2 separate regions of the Mus musculus genome follow, and region 1 is linked to region 2. The links are chromatin contacts, called in public HiChIP or PLAC-seq maps. All regions are on one chromosome and are shown on one strand. The core of a region is the stretch at or near the end of the contact, and the rest is flanking DNA. Distances in the headings are between cores, read along the strand shown. Region 1 holds the start of Gnai1 (guanine nucleotide binding protein (G protein), alpha inhibiting 1). Region 2 holds the start of Cd36 (CD36 molecule).

Region 1 (3,749 bases), core at 846-3,345, 520 kb after region 2:
TACACACTCAACTATATTTAATTATTAATCTAAAACAGTGGTTCTCCGCAGAGGTTACATTTCTGCCTCCAGGGGGCGTTTGGCAACATTTTAGGAGATTAGAAAGGGTGAGCAGCAATTAGCATCTAATGGGTGGAGGTCAACTTCATTGCTAAACATCCAACAGCACACAGGATACCTCCACACACACAGAGAACAACAAAGAATTATCAACTTCAAATCGTCAACAGTGATAAAAAGAGATACCTTGCATTCTGAAGCTTGCAAAAATTCCATTTTTCAAATCTTTCATAGGTGTCTAATTAAAAGATAAGCTGCCACTATCACTGGGAGGGCTCATTTTACAACTGCTTTAAATGTGGTGGATGGTAGCTCCAACTGAGAACAGTATTACAACCAAGGAGACCTTCCAAGCAGGTGCTCTGAAGCCACAGAGAAAGAACTGTCTAATCCCTTTATTTTATGTTTATTGTAAGTTACATGGTTCTGTGGCTAATATTCTAAAAACACGCCGATCTCATGGAAAGACAGTATCTTTTTAATATAAAAACTCAGTCAATCCTATTTACAGAGAAAGATTTATGGGGAGGCTGTGATGGGTGAAAAACACCACCCAGGTCTTTAAAATGCAAAGTTATTTCACAGTTTGCTTGCAAAATGACTCAGATCATTATTACTTTTAGTCATGCCAAGTTTGCTTCTTCTAAGCCTACTAGTAATGGAGAAAGAAGGAAATAACCACCATCTTTCTGCAGTCGTTAAACCAATGAAACGGGAGCTTACTAAAAAGCAGATCTGTGCAGCGATGTTTCTCTTTTATCACAACTGTGAGAAGAACACAAGCAAATCGCTGGAAGTGCAAACGAAGATTCTAAGAAATCTATCATCTGCCTAAATACCTACAGTGTGGGAGAAAAACAAACAAAAGGAAAAACCCTGACTCACAGATCTAAAAAAACCATAACCTGTGAATATTTTCCTTATATCGCTCAATCAAAATCCGGATCTACTCTTTTTTTTTTTTCCTCCGTTCAAAAAAACTGGAAGAAAGACCTTCACGTCGCCTATTAGCAAAACAGTGTTAAGAATGAAGAAAGAAAGCATGGTGTGCAGCTGTCAAACCTCACTGGAGCGAACACCGCAGTGGAGGAACGACCCTGTGGTCGAGGAGCCTTTCGCACCTGTCAGGGCTGTTTTCACCCGCGAAGCCTCTTTCCCTTCCTACTATGAGAGCAAACGTAAGCCAACTTTGGTGGTTTCCATCCCCCACCCAGGCAAAATCCAGCTTCCAGAGCAGCTCAAGTCCTTACGCAGGGAAAATCTCAGCGCTCTTTTCCACTCACTGAGTCGCCATATGAAGTTGACAGGAAGATCACTGAGACCCCGCAGAGGAAGAGGACCCACAAAGAGAGCCCCGAGGCCACCCAACGTGGCACTTTCCAGGCGTGGGCAAAGCGCAACGCGGCACGACACCTCTCACCACCGGGTTTCCGTGGAGAGGGGGTGCTTGGCTTTGTGGTCCCGAATTGTCCCTCATCTAGGGAGGGCAAAGCTCAACTTCAAAGATCGGATTCCCACGCGTCCCGCCGCCCCGCCACACTCTGGGCTGCCAGTGAGGTCGCGCGACAGTCACCGCCGCGGCCAAGAAGCCGCCTGCGCTGTTGAGGGACTGGGATGCCGCGCTCGCTCACCGCTGTCCCCCGGCCCGGGCCCCGTCCCCACGGCCGCGCTCACCCAGCAGCAGCAGCTTGACCTCCCGCGCCGCCTTCTCGCCGTCCTCCCGGAGGTTGCGGTCGATCATCTTGCTGCGCTCCACGGCCGCCTTGTCCTCAGCGCTCAATGTGCAGCCCATGGTGGCCGAGCGTCGCCGCGCCCTCGGCGCCGGGGCCGGCTGGCAGAGCGAGGAGAGGCTGGCCCGGAGGCGGCCCCGCTACGTCCTCAGCTCCCGCAAGCTGGAGGCGAGGTCTGCTAGTCCGCACGCTGCCGCCTCGGGCGGCCGTCCCTGCCGGCGACACTCCGCGATCCGCGCCCGCGAATCCCTGCGACCGCTAGGCTCTGCCGCCGCCGCCGCCGCCGCCGCCACCGCAGCTGCCCGTGGCCGAGCCGCAGCCGCGCACAGCCCGAGCGAGCTCGGCGTCCGCGCGCCGCCGCGGCCCCGCCCCTGCCCGCCCCGCGACCACTCCCAGCGCGCGCTCACGCCCGCCCGCGCACGTGCCGTCGGACAGCGCCCCCTCCGACCGCCGCGCGCCCGCGTGATCGCCGAGCCCAGCTTTTCCTGCAGGTCCCCCCACGAGGTGCCCCGTGCGGCCGCTGACTTCTCCAGCTCCGCCTGGGAGCTCACTAACCCCCTCCCACGCTTTGGAGACCACTGCGGGGGATCCGTGGGTACCTGCCCCTTAAGAGCGCGAGTGGGACGCTTGCCAAAGTTGCGAGCAAGGGGTGAGGAAAGGCAGTCCAGGGCATTTGAGCATGCCCGGAGCCTGCAGCCACCCAAGGGTTTACAAAATGTGTAGGCTTAGGTAAAGAACCGTGGGAAATAGAGCGAAATGAGCGAGAAATGGAGCCCTGCGAAACCCGAAGTGGGGAGCAACCAAGCGGGAATTGGGGTCTTGGGGTTGCCAATGCTCACTTCCTCCCTTGCCTTTTCTCTTTTCCTCTGGCTCTCCCTTTGATCTATGCTCACCTCCCTTTTCATAAGGGAACACATTTCTAAGGAATTTCTTCCTAATCCGACAGAAACGTTTGACAAAGAATCAAAGAATTGTTTTAAAATGGCGTGAGCAGTAAAACACACAAACAAGTCTGCGGCCTCTGTGGTAATGGATCGCCTTTAGGGCACTTGTAAGTGTCTTGCCAAGCTGCCTACCCATGGTTTATGGCTCTGTTGTAACTCCTGTGCCAGTAGGCATGGCATTTCTTTTTGTAGGCCTTAGCTTCCTTGCTTTTAAATGAGCTGTTGATCTACACTACAGTCCATCTTTCCAGGGGCAGGCCAAGGACTAGATGGCTTTTCATCCAGCGTGAGGGGAGGAGCATAGGTGGAAGGTTGGACTCTCCTGTCAGTTGCACTGCTGATTATAGGAGAAATGTTGATGAATTAGATGATGAAGCCACTAGCAAAGAAAATACATTCCTCGACGAGATAAAAATTAGGCAATTAGTCTCTGGCTCCCATTTGAATATTTAGCTTCAGGTTGGGTCCCTCAGAGCAAGCAGAGCTTATAGGTTTCCGTTTTGTTAGAGTCACACCTGCGGGGCACAAGATAAGCAATCTTAAGAACTCCCTCCGCTTTTTGTTGGATTCTTTCAAAATAGAACAAAACCCGCACACTTTTAGGGTACTCGGTCACCTTCTACCTCCTTTGTGTTTCCTGACACTCCAAAAGTTCATCAAGAATTCCAGAATTAATGAAATCTAATGTGACTGGGCCATTTGCAGCCATCAGTTGACTGTCCTTCCTCCACGGTTCAGGCCAGATAAGTGTGGGGCCAGCCAAAAGGGAAACAGGACTGAGGCATGGTGAAGCTGCACACCTTGTATAGGAATTGTCAAAGACTTATATGAATTGCCCCTTCCCTTTGAAAAGCTCGTCAAGGACATGAGGAAATAATCCTCACTTCTGAGAGGATGTTGGAAGAACTCTCCAGGGAAGCTGGTGGGCAGGGAACTGAGCACTGGAGCCCTGAACTGGTTGCCATAGCAAAGTATGGTGATCACATGACTTCAACAGCAGGCATTTATTTCTCAA
Region 2 (4,137 bases), core at 671-3,170:
TTAAAATGTGCAAATAATGAGTTTCATGTATTATGTAATATTATTTTAAGCAACTGCAATGTAGTAATAACTAATGTTTTGTTGCCCAATACCATAATTTGGAAAAGTGCAGTAATTGTAGTTATATAAAAACTGCATAAATATTTTCAAATTTTAATAAAATCTGATTGTATACATTGCACGTGTAATATTAAATTTTTGTTCAGTGGTGAAATAACTACTCTATCAGACCATGCAATTGAATATTTTAGAAAGTTAACTATAAAACTGTGAATTAAATCACAAAATAGTAACAAAATTGGTTCCTTCAGGAAATGAAAAGCAAAGTAGGCAAAAATATTAAAATTATTCAAATTTAGAGAAATATAACCATAATTTTTATTAATGGTAAGAGGAGCAACTGTGACTTTCAAAATTAATTCCAAACTTTTCAGTACACTCTGTACAAATACCCCACCCATTGTTAACTTTAATATTTTCTCCAGGCCAGCCTGTTATCTGTTAATCTAAATTTGGTTTATTGTTCTGGTTCAATAATGATTTTAGTGGAAAGGGTTTTCTACATTGTTCATTTATATACTCTAAAAGACTCTTGGAAAATCAACTAGTAAAATTTCTTGAGGATTTTATTTTTACTTATTTACAAAGTAGTATGTACAGCAAGGATCTCTTAGACTTTCAAAAGACATTGCCAACTTAAAATTATTTATGAAAGGACTGGAAAGTCTTGGATCCTTACATCTTTAGAAACATTTCAAATTTATTATTAAAAATTATGCCATTTATAGTTACTTAGTTAATAACAATAATAGTTAATAATTAGGTAGTTAATTTTTTTCTAAAATGTGTTATCTATTCTTTAAACCCAAAATTATGATTTAGGGAAATAACTTACTAGTATTTGAAATGATTTTTTTAATTTTCAAAGGCATTAATTTTCTTTCATTTTTACATTTAAGTAGTATACTGATACACATTAATTAAATTTAAAGTAATTATTTGAAATTACCCACTCCTTTTGGGAAGTAAAATATTTTTGTTCATTAGAGAAAAGTGCTCAGTAAATGTATATGTAATTCCTGCCTTACTCCTAACTGTGGAGAAAATAATCAAGTTCACCACAAATTGTCCACTGAAACTTCAACAAGCTAATGACACTGAACAACAGCAAATAGTTAACAAATTGCATTCAAGACAGAGTGCTCTATAAGATTTACAAGTTGTTTATATACTAATCTCACTGTATCAACACTCTTGAAAAATGTTCTTATATTTTAAAGTAAAAATCATGTTTAAATAGAGAAGTTTTGAATAAAACCCAAATTGGCCTATAAATCATTTTAAATATTGACAAAGGAGTGTTGAAAATATACATGATATCAAAAATCATAAACTAAAATATCACTTGTCACTGAACAATATTTTAATACTATCCAGCAAAAATATAGGTAGATCTGTAAATAACATATAAGCATTCAATAAAGCCTAAAGACTGTAAGAAAACAATGGATTTATTTATTCTTCATTTGACATTTTTCATAGTAAGTGTTTTAAAATGCTATTATCTCCTCTCAGTGTAAAGGCAGACAAATTTTTCTTTCTTTCTTTTTTTAATGTAAAGGGAAAATCCCATATAACTTACCTTTGAAAGGCTAGGAAACCATCCACCAGTTGCTCCACACATTTCAGAAGGCAGCTGTGAAGAAGAAAAAGTCCTCAGTAGAAAACCCCTACCCTGAATTCCTCACTACTTATGTGTGTGAGAGTTGAAACGAGCTTTAAAAAATTCAATGTCAGATGCTAATTTGTGGTTGGTTGCCAAGGGAATTGAAAAAAAGAAGAGAAAGAAAAAAGTCACACTTCACTGCTAGTTAAGCTCACAAGGGTCTATTTCTGGTGAAGACCCATCACCTACATTTGAAATACTCAGCAGTCTTTTTTTTTTTTTTTTGGCCATGTTCCCATCCAAGTAAGTCAGAGGCCAGAGAACCAACGGAACTGATTTGAGCCGCCCCTGATTTGAGCCGCCCCTTCTATACTTTGTTTTCCATTGTAATTGTTATTCCAGATGCTGGAGTGTAGCAGCAAGGGGGAAGTAAATTAGGGAACTGATTGGTCTGTCCCAACAAAGCCTGAAAATCTCAGGTCATAAAGTGCAGAGAAGAGTGTTTTTCTATACTACCTAGCATGAACCTGAAGACTTTCAGATTCATAATTTGGAAAACAATTGGAAACTCTTGTCAATCAACAGGGATGACAAACAAATTTTACAAAAGGAAATGGCCCATTGTTCTAGATGGAAGTTCTTAACTATTTGTCATTTTTTGTTGTTAATTTAGCTGAAATTTCAAGAGGATGGTGATATGCTTATAAAAAAAATAGCCTAAATATATTCATCCAAAATAGAAAGCACAAGTACCAAACAACTCTAATACTACTGAGCATAGCATGTCATCAACCTCAGCCATTCTAGATCTACAATGGGAAGAATATTCTCACAAAAAATCCACTAGCAGACAGGCAAAACCCTCATAAGGTTATCACGGCCAAAAGCTGGCAAGCTCACTAGAAAATCGTCTCCAGGTCGCTCCTGAAATGAAGCAACTAAGAGTCACGGGCAAGAATATATTTAGCTCATAAGCTCAGGGATAAGCCATTCCTTGGTCTTACATTGTGCCTGCCATTGGTGTGTGACCCTGGCAGATCTCCCTCTCACTTACAGGGGTGAAAAATGACTGGAGAACATCTGAAACTCCTTCTTAGCCTCATGAGGTTTCCCAGGGGATAACACCAATATATTTATTTAACTACTACCAAAAGGTCATTAACATACTTCAGGGTTATAGGGGTTTTGACTTTGATTTCAGTGGGAAAAGTGATGACACCATCTTGTAAACCCTCAATATAAGTTACTTATGCGTTTCATATTGAACGAGTTACTTATAGGAAAGGAAACCTTAAAACTGTGAAAAATGTATCTACATTGCATGATATGACAAGGAAAGAAAAAGAATACCTTAAGAAATATTTTAACCAGGATTGTGAATTTTCTACAAATGTATTATGGACTTCAATCTTTTTGATATAAATACTTTTTTTCCCTCAGATTTAATTCTCATGCATATAAATACCAACACAGCCATCTAGAGCTAGGTTTCCAACACAAGTACAGATAAAGTTAAGTCATAAAGAGAATATTTAACAACATTGGGAAGATCAATACAAATTTAGGAAGATAGGGGCACTAACAGAAAACGATATTTCCTGCAAATAGATGTGCACATGAACATTGCATTCACTTGACTGATTATTAGTCACACTAATGTCATATGTATCTTCTGACTTTCTCTGGAGAGTAAAATGTTACATCTTCCACTGTACATGCCAAAACACCAAATTTACATTCACTAAGACCACTGGTAGATGTTGTCCAACCTCATAGCCAACAGCTCTTGCTATTCAAGATGCAAAAGGCACACCATGGAATTGAATCCACAACATGAATTTTTTGTAATCTTTTTTTATTATTATTTGATATTTTCTTCATTTACATTTCAAATGCTATCCCCTTTCCTAGTTTCCTCCCCAAAAATCCCCTATACCCTTCCCCTCCTCCTGCTCACCCACCCAACCACTCTCACTTCCTGGCCCTGACATTTCCCTATACTGGGGCATAGATTCTTTGCAAGACCAAGGGCCTCTCATCCCATCAATGGCTGACTAGGCCATCCTCTGCTACATATGCAGCTAAATAACAACTTGAGCACTAAGGCAGTGTATGCTATGATCATTTAAGAGTAAAGAGTTGGGTTGCTTTTTATGTATGTGTATATAGAGAGAAGGTATATACATATATGTGTAATCATGTATGTGCATCAGTACAGGTGAATACATGTGTTGATATACACACATGTATGTGGAGGAGAGAGTACAACTGTAGGTGTTATTCCTCTGTATGCTATCTACTTCTTTTTTGTTGTTTTATGAGACAAGGTCTTTACTAGCATCAGGGACTCAGTGACTATGCGAGGATGTCTGGCCATAAGCTCCAGGTATATGCCTATCTCATCTCCCCAGCACTAAGACTAGAAACCTCACCTTTTCACATGGATTCTGAGTACAGGGCTGTCATCTTCA

Evidence for each region. HiChIP or PLAC-seq counts read pairs in DNA pulled down with a chosen protein or histone mark.
Region 1: a contact with region 2 is called in an H3K4me3 HiChIP or PLAC-seq map of neural tube, with 5 times the contacts expected there. The contact joins the promoter of Gnai1 here to the promoter of Cd36 in region 2. A contact is called at or near these places in 1 of 39 promoter capture datasets (hippocampal neurons), 1 of 484 Hi-C or Micro-C datasets (stem cell-derived neural progenitor cells) and 2 of 115 datasets of contacts at active chromatin or transcription factors (embryonic limb bud and neural tube).

Annotation. Positions count from the first base shown.
Region 1 is chr5:18,358,318-18,362,066 of GRCm38.p6, forward strand. Gnai1 (guanine nucleotide binding protein (G protein), alpha inhibiting 1) reads right to left here and starts at 2,096. Exons shown (of 8, transcript NM_010305.1): 1 at 1,735-2,096. The coding sequence starts at 1,852.
Region 2 is chr5:17,833,976-17,838,112 of GRCm38.p6, forward strand. Cd36 (CD36 molecule) reads right to left here and starts at 1,921. Exons shown (of 15, transcript NM_007643.4): 1 at 1,643-1,921.